Regions from separate parts of the Gossypium hirsutum genome. Here all the other regions are linked to region 1. The links are chromatin contacts, called in public Hi-C maps. All regions are on one chromosome and are shown on one strand. Each heading gives the region's core, a stretch centred on a gene start, on an enhancer-like site or on the middle of the called end of the contact. The rest is flanking DNA. Distances are from core to core; before and after follow the strand shown.

The links. Hi-C and Micro-C count contacts between places; a contact is called where the count stands out from the background.
Region 2: a Hi-C map of leaf shows a contact between it and region 1, with 2.2 times the contacts expected there. The contact joins the promoter of LOC107923369 here to the promoter of LOC107919393 in region 1. A contact is called at or near these places in 2 of 34 Hi-C or Micro-C datasets (leaf and petal).
Region 3: a contact with region 1 is called in a Hi-C map of leaf, with 3 times the contacts expected there. The contact joins the promoter of LOC107948144 here to the promoter of LOC107919393 in region 1. A contact is called at or near these places in 4 of 34 Hi-C or Micro-C datasets (all in leaf).

Annotation. Positions count from the first base shown.
Region 1 is chrA12:82,480,286-82,483,050 of Gossypium_hirsutum_v2.1, reverse strand. LOC107919393 (probable truncated L-gulonolactone oxidase 7, mitochondrial) reads left to right here and starts at 1,358. Exons shown (of 1, transcript XM_016848869.2): 1 at 1,358-1,813. The coding sequence starts at 1,358. The coding sequence ends at 1,813.
Region 2 is chrA12:82,845,306-82,848,070 of Gossypium_hirsutum_v2.1, reverse strand. It overlaps LOC107923369 (60S acidic ribosomal protein P1), which reads right to left and starts at 1,449. Exons shown (of 3, transcript XM_016853570.2): 1 at 1,302-1,449; 2 at 1,056-1,144; 3 at 166-581. The coding sequence starts at 1,127. The coding sequence ends at 309.
Region 3 is chrA12:82,138,514-82,141,278 of Gossypium_hirsutum_v2.1, reverse strand. LOC107948144 (rho GTPase-activating protein 5) reads right to left here and starts at 1,441. Exons shown (of 5, transcript XM_016882615.2): 1 at 817-1,441; 2 at 604-724; 3 at 420-539; 4 at 88-318. The coding sequence starts at 1,244.

The sequences.
Region 1 (2,765 bases), core at 109-2,608:
ACAGAATATCAGACTAACAGATCACATAGTTTTAGGGTTTGGTTAGCCCTTACTGACTCTACGATAAGCCCACAATCGATCGGAACGACCCGTATAACCCTAAGAAAAACTTCAAAAAAATGGGCCCACGCGTCCGTGTGCCCACACGCCCAAATTGGCCTTGCCCGTGTGACCCACACGGCTTGGCCCAAAACCCACATGCTTGTGTGGCATGCCCGGTGGGTCCACATGCCTATGTGGGCCCATAAACCCAACTTGGCCTAGCCCGTATGGCCTATACAGCCACACCCACACTACCACATGGCCATGTCTTGTGCATGGTCATGCCTTCGTCGACCACACGGCCGTGTCTCACACACGGCCAACCACATGGCCAGGCACACACTTGTGTGGCATCGATAGAATAGTTTTTTAGCTTTTGTCGAAGCTCAATTTTCTGCATTTCGAGTACACACTTAGTTCATTTTTGCAACGAAAATAATCTTCAGACCACCCAAACCTAAGAAACAACATCCAAATTCCTAAATTCAGTACACACTTGTGAAACTCAAACCAAAAATATTCCACAAACGGAGCCTTACAACATCAAACAATGAACTCAAATACTTACCACCAACGACAGAAACCCATAACGCTTAAATTGATGCCGGAGCACCAACCGATTCTTACCCTTCCCCTAACTGAGATAAACACAAAACCCCCCATTAAAACACTAACCTTGAAACACTAAGATCGTATCAATACAAGACTTACCGAACAATACAGTCAAAATTTGCACAAAAGGAGGCAAATTTGGAAAAATCGAGAAGGAGAGGAAGAGACGAAAATAGAATAGAGGAAAAAAGGGAACAGAAAACGTCAAAAAGAGAAAAGGAATTTTGGGAAAACAAAATAAAATAATTAAAAGAAATAAAATAAAATAAAATCTTTTAAATTACTAAAATCCGACTAATATCCTCCCCACTAATCCACATCCAACTACTCAAGAATTTCGATTCTTTTCAACTTCTATCAGATGCCCAAAGTAAAAATTATCACCTACAACTTATATAAGGATTCAAACACAGGACCTCCAACACAACAACCCCCTTACCACTCGAACCAGCAGGCTCATTATGATATGAATTAATAGACAATTTTCTATAAGTCCACTCAACAAGGGTAAGGCTTGGATCAAAAATAACAAAAATTGTCAAAGTGGGAATTGAACCCAAGACCTCTCACACACGCCCAAAACACTTAACCACTGAAGCAAATACATAGTTGTGTTAAATATTTACAGAAACAAAAATAAATTATTTAAGGCGTTACATCAGTAGTCAAAAGCTTCATCCATGATGTGAAGGAGCTAGTATCCATGGATCCCAAATCACTGTGCGGGCTAGAACTTTACAACAGTGTCCTCATGCACTACGTTAAAGCTTCCTCCGCTTACTTAGGCAAGCAAGAATACGTCGTAGATTTCGACATCACCTGTTACAAGAGCAAAGACCCTATGGCTCCTAAGCTTTACCAGGACGTGTTGGAAAAGATCGAGCAAATGGCTTTGTTCAAATATGATGCGTTGCCGCATTGGGGGAAGAACCAGAACTTGGTGTTCGATGGGGTGATCAAAAGATACAAAAATGGTGGAGAGTTCTTGAAGGTTAAAAATACGAATAGACCATTGAGATTGTTTTCAAGTGAGTGGACTAACCAGAACTTTGGAATGACTGTGTATTTCTTCCCAAGATGTTTACTATGCTCCAAACAAGGGCTGTCTTGTAGGCCTGGGAAAACTTTTACAGATGCAAGAGTGTGCATTAAGAATTAGGGGTTTGATTATTTAGTTTATTCCTTTATAGAAAAACGCTATTCATATATGGAAAAAAAACTATCAACATAAAGAAAATGTGATTATTGTAAGGTGGAAGTCGATGGTGTAAATCTAAATAGTACTTCAACTTTGTCATTGACTTAGTATCTTATTAGCAATTTAACTTATTAAAATATTAACCACATAAAAAATTACGTAACCATGTAAATGGCCAGTGACTCGTATTTACAAGGTGTACTTTAATACCAAGTATAGCAACTAAAAGCACAAGCAAGAAAGTCAAATCTTAGTTTTGTCTGCAGGGTCGACTTTTGGGTTATGGCTGGTAAAAGTGTGCAAATTTTGGGTAAAACCGAATTAATTCGGTTAACCGATCGAATTCGGTTAATCGGTCGGTTAACCGAATTAATTCTGTCGATGGTCGGTTAATAATTTTTTGAAAGTTTACTTAACGGTTAATTCGGTTCGAAATCAGTCGGTTAACCGAATTAATCGAATTTAATAAATAATATTATAATATATAAGTATTCGGTCAGTTCGGTTAATTTTTTGGAAATATAAATTAATCGGTCGGTTAAGTCGGTTAATTTTTTTGAAAAAAATTTGGGTTCAGTTAAAGGTTAAGGGTTTAAAAAGGTTGGTTAATTCGGTTAATGGTAATTTGAGTTGATTAACCGATTGAACACCCCTAATAGCTGGACATAGCTTCTTAAACAATTGTTTTTATTTCATTTTTAATTTCAACTCATATTATCAAAAAAAAATTCCACATTTTTGTGGTGTTTTATTTTGTTCGCTATATTTATTTCTAAAATAATTAGTAGTTTAGTTTTACTTTTAGTTTTAGTAATTAATGATGTTTTTAGGAGATTTGTGAAATTAAAGTTATCACATATTTATTGAGAATTATTTTTGGATGGATTTAACATAATATAGCAGGGCGATGTGC
Region 2 (2,765 bases), core at 200-2,699, 360 kb before region 1:
AATCTATAATCATGATATTATGTCCCCAAGCATACTGAACTACATACAGAGAAGTATTTGGAACCGAAGCATGCATAGCAATGGAATTACACAAGGAAAGAAGGGAAAAAGATTGGTCCAGAATCTATAATACTTACTATATGTAGGAAGATTCAGAAAAACAGATCACAAAAGAAAGAGCTACTTAGTGTCAACTTCATTCAACAAAAACGTAATATTTCTAATTAACATGCAAATACCAATAGCAATACAACTCTAAAAGAGTCACTACCTTAATGTTATATAACTAGTAATTGACCAAAACACACCTAATCGAACAAACTGAATCCCATATCGTCATCACTCTCTTCCTCCGGTTCTTCCTTCTTCTTTTCCTCAGCAGGAGGTGGTGCAGCAGCACCAGCTCCTCCGCCAGCAGCAACAGGTGCAGCTGCAGCTACTGGGGCACCACCACCAGCAGCTCCAACATTGGTTATGAGATCCTCAATGTTGCACTTCTCAAAAAGCTTAGCAAACAAGCTTGGCCAGTAGGATTCAACAGAGACATTTGCAGCTTTAATTAGTGTAGAAATCTTCTCAGCCTATAAACCATAGTTAAGGAAAAGTAACCCATATGACAAATCTCTCATTCTTTTTCTAAGGTTACAAGTACGATAAAATTAAAGTATAAAAATACAAATACATGTCAAAACAACCACAAAGTAAAGTATAAAAATACAAATACATGTCAAATCAACCACAAAGTAAAATAAATTATTACAATACAAAGGATTAAGGAACAATTGAGATCAATGCTGACTATATCAGACTAAGACCCACGTATCAACAGGGACTCAAAGACCCCACGATATTATTAAACATGATAGTCTCAAATTTAGGTACTCAGAACCCAAGGCCTCCGCTTTTTCCAACTATACCAATGCCTCATCGGCAGGAATCTCTCATTCTTTTAACATCAGTAATTAATTTTTCGCCTTTTATTCAATAATCGTATCAGAGGAACGACAAAAATATCAAATTATAAATCATAAAACCCTAAATTGCATAAAGGATACGGTGATGGGGATGCCATCATCATAAAGAATAAGAGCAGCGTAAGAGCAAGCAGCTTCTCCAACAGTGGACATCGTTTCACTATTAAACACTATACAAAAACACAATTGAAACACAAGGCGATATAAATATTCTATAATAAAATTGAGAGTATATAAGAAAAAGAAATTTCTTGGGAAATTCTTAAAGGAAACGATCACACGAAAAAAGTAACAAGAAAAAGATATGATAATGAATAGAATTATTACCTGAGAAAAAATCTGAGAATGATGGGTTCTTGGGGAAGCTGTGCAGCGCCGCTTTCAAAGCTGGTATTTTTTCGTGCTAGGGTTTCAGAATTGGGGTTTTAAAGGGAAAAAGGTGTTAATTTGGGGGCTCCTGAGATTTCTGAGGCCCACTGAACTAAGTGGCCCGTTTTTATAAAAATAAGGTAAAAATTTCTCTCTAGTCTCTCTCAATTTTGATGTTGAGCATATTGGTCCGTCTCAAAAAAATTGAAGCAATTTAGTCTCTATAAATTTCAAAAGTGAAAAAATAAGTACAATTAATCAAGTCGTTAATGTTTTTCATCAATTGTACATAATTTTGAGTGGTTAAATAATAAATATAGCTTTCGATATTTGTATATTTTATGTAAATGTTTACGGAATATGTAAATGTTGCAAGTTAAATCTGTTAAATTTACGGACCAAATAACAAAATGGGTAATTTCGATTTAAGTTTGTTAAATCAAAACCAAATTAATAAAATGTATAAAAGTTAAGAGTTGAATATGCAAACATTTTCTTTCTCCCATTGTAAATGTCTCTTTCTATTTTATGTCTCCATTCCTCTATAGCTACAGCAATTAGTGCCCAACAAATAAATACATGTCTTAGGGTTAATGTTTGGTGGACCAAAACTTTCTAGCATAATTTTTTTAAATTCTCATCTTGTTTTTTTTATTTCTCTTAGCGAAAATAATTACAGTTAATATTTTTTTAGTATTTTTCATGTCTATTTTATGATTTATGTTCAGGATTTGTGGCTACCCCACCTAATAATATTGCTCTCGAGGTTTGAACCTCATTTTCCCCTTAAAAGTACAATGTGCTTTATTACCACAGCACTTGTTGGTCCCATTTTTTTCATTGATAAACAAGAAAAATCCTCTTTCCAAACTATCCAAAATTGCGTTTAAAATAGTAATCACCCTAGCTTAAGTTTTTCTCTTTTTTCTTCATTTCTAGGTTATTAAGGAACATGAAGAGATGAGAGAAAATTATGAGTATGTTGTCCATTGCTTAATCAAAACCTGTGCTGACTTCGTCTAAACATTATCGACTAAAATGTCTTATTATTTTGACAATAAGAATCTTCTCATTTAAGATTTAGATAAAAATTCTAATCAATGCTCTAAACAAGGCTTATCAATCAATTCATATTAGTGATCCATAATGAATACAAAAAAAAAAAGAAAAAACCTTTTTTCTTTTTGTACATATAAGAAAATAATGGCTTAATTTATAGTTAAAATGTAGCAACTTTTTGGTTATTTTTTGTCATGCTGATAATTAACAGGCTAGCTTGATTAAGGCATTACTAGACAAATTTTGCGCTTACTCAGGGCATCACATTAATGCGCACAAAACTAATGTTTTCTTCTCTAAAGGGGCAGACAAAGAGGCTGAAAGTTATTTGTGTAATATACTTGGATTCCGTAATGTCCAATG
Region 3 (2,765 bases), core at 192-2,691, 340 kb after region 1:
AACACACAAGGTGAACTCACTTCACCAGGCCACTCGCCCCGGTGCAGTTGAACTAGCAAGACCCCTAAATGCAACAAAGAAAAGTACCTGAGTCATATTCGGTGCGAAAACCATCGCGATGTTGCGTGCATTCATTTTGTTGTATTGTTCATACTCCACAACATCTGCCATCAAATTGATAGCCCAATCAAGTAAAGCAGCTTCTGTTGAAGGAAGCAACTTCACAAGCTCAACGCAATCGTCTTCCGTGTTGCAATGCATCACCTGCTCCGGTGTAAGGCAATCGAGCACTCCACTAGGAAGTTCTCTAAACCATGCCTACGAAACATTAATTCGAAACCAGATATGCCGTGAATCGCAAGGCACAAATTCAATCATCACCAAGGTTTAAAACCAGACATGCTTATATATATCTATACCTTTATCAAACCAGCTAAACAATGGACATCGATTCCGTGCGGTAAGATACCTTTGTTTAACTTGTCTCGAACATACTCTTCTTGACTATTTTCGGCATTAATCCGAAATATTCCTTCTGCCTTCAAATGAAACACAATTAAAACATAATTTAGTCATTAAACCAACATAGGCTAAGACTCTTACCTTAAGACCTCCTTCATCATAAAAACAACTCTGCATCATAAGAAGAATTGTTGGCAAACTATTCCCTTTATCATCATAAGAACACTGCATTGACTTAGGAGAAACCCCAAAAACACTTGCACTGTAAACATGCAATAAACAGAAACAGATCAATTGAGTTCTTAGAATCCATAACCAGAACTTTCATGGATCCAAGGCTTTGAAGAAACAAACCTGGCACTAGGAACCTTTGAGGGAACATCAGGTTGGAGTTCAGTAGGTAAGCCGAGGAAGCCATTAAAGCAGTCGAAAGTAACATGAGAGACATGCTTGACATCAGTTGGTAAGCTAATATCCATGGAAGATATGTCGTTGGTGTCCACACTGCAAGTGACTAATGACTTCCTTAACAACGCTGCTAATATATCCACAAACGGGAATTGGTTGTTGTCTCGTCGTCCTCCATGACTACAACCAAATTTCGATTTCGAGCTTATCAATGGCGTCGTAGCAATAGGGTTCATCCCATCTTCTGCAAAATCTTCTTCTTCTTCATGATCGTCATTCGTCTTGGTTTGGTGAAAGAATGGACTCGGAGCAGCATGGTTTAACTCACTGAGTCCGAGCAGTCCACAAGATTTGGATCGAAACAACCCAGCCATCGTTCTCTCTCATCCAAAATCTTACGTTAAAATATGTATTATATATGAGAAAATGAAAATAACAGCTCTTATTAATTATAAAAATGCATTAAAATTCAACTTAAATTAGAGTGTACATATATATACATATATATTCACTTCTTGTCCCCCACAGTACAGTCACATGGGCACATGGCAAGGTTTCTTTTTTTGTCTCAAATCTGAAGCTTTTATGGGTGCTTTCTACCCTACTAATAAGCTGTCATTGCAGAAAGACAGTTTCAAGAGTACCATTAAAAAAATATATTTGAAAAAAAAATCCTTTTTTGTAATATATACACATAAGGTCCCATTAAACATCTGTTCTTTAGGCTAAATTATGTTATTAGTCTCTGAACTTAACAAAAATTGTGAATTTAGTCCTTTTACTTTTTAAATTTTAAAGTTTCAGTCCTCACCAAAAGAATAACTATTAAATCCATTATGTTATATTCTATTATTTTTAAAATTTGATGTGGCAAATATATTATCATATGTGTAATACCATGTCAACTTGTTATTTCCTCATTATTCACTAAAAATCCAGTTAATGGATTAATGACCATCATTTGTATCAAGATTGAAATTGTAAATTTCGAAAAGTATAGAGACTTAGAATTGTACAATTGGAGAATATAGACTAATCTACAATTGTACGCATAGTGCTAGACTAGTAATTGAATTTAACCAAATAAATTTAATTCTTATTATTTGGGTGATGACTAAAATTTCAAAATTTTAAAAATATAAGGACTAAAATTGACTAATTTAAAAAGTATAAGAACTAAATCTACAATTTTTTATAAAATAAAGTGAGTGATAGCAAAATTTAACCTTTCTTTTATACGACACCTTCAATGTCCCATAGTTACATAAAACCTTTGAATTCAAAGTTAAATCAAATTAGATTTGGGGACCAAATTTGTTCCACTGCTATTTTCTTCATTCCTAAAACTTAAATTCAATACTTTACTTAAAAAGTATCTAGCTTTGATCAAACAAAATAGGTAAAAGTGCAATGGAGGCCCTTATACTATAAGTCAGATTATATTTTTTTCCTTTTACTAAAAAAAGAGCAAATTAGCTCCTATACGTTAAATTAAAAAGCAAACGGATCCTTCTGTTAAAAATTTCATCTATTTATAATTTTAAAATTTGATCCCTATACATTAGAATGAGGTACACTAAGCATGCCACTTGTAATTGTTTGGTTATATTCCGTCAGCCATGTCAATTGTTAACAACAGAAATAGATTGAAATTTCAATAGAATTGACCAAATTACTTTTTAATCTACCGTTTTTTAAATACAGGAACACAAATTGTAATCTAAACAACTAATAGAGGAATTCTATAGCACTTTTACCAATCTTTTAATATAAAAGTGGATGGAAAAGCCTGTTAAATAGTTCTGAACAGATAGACATGGTAAAGAGTTTTGTACTTTTAAGAACCAAGTTTTGTGAAAGCAAGGGAGGTAAAAGGCAGACATGGAAAGGGTAGC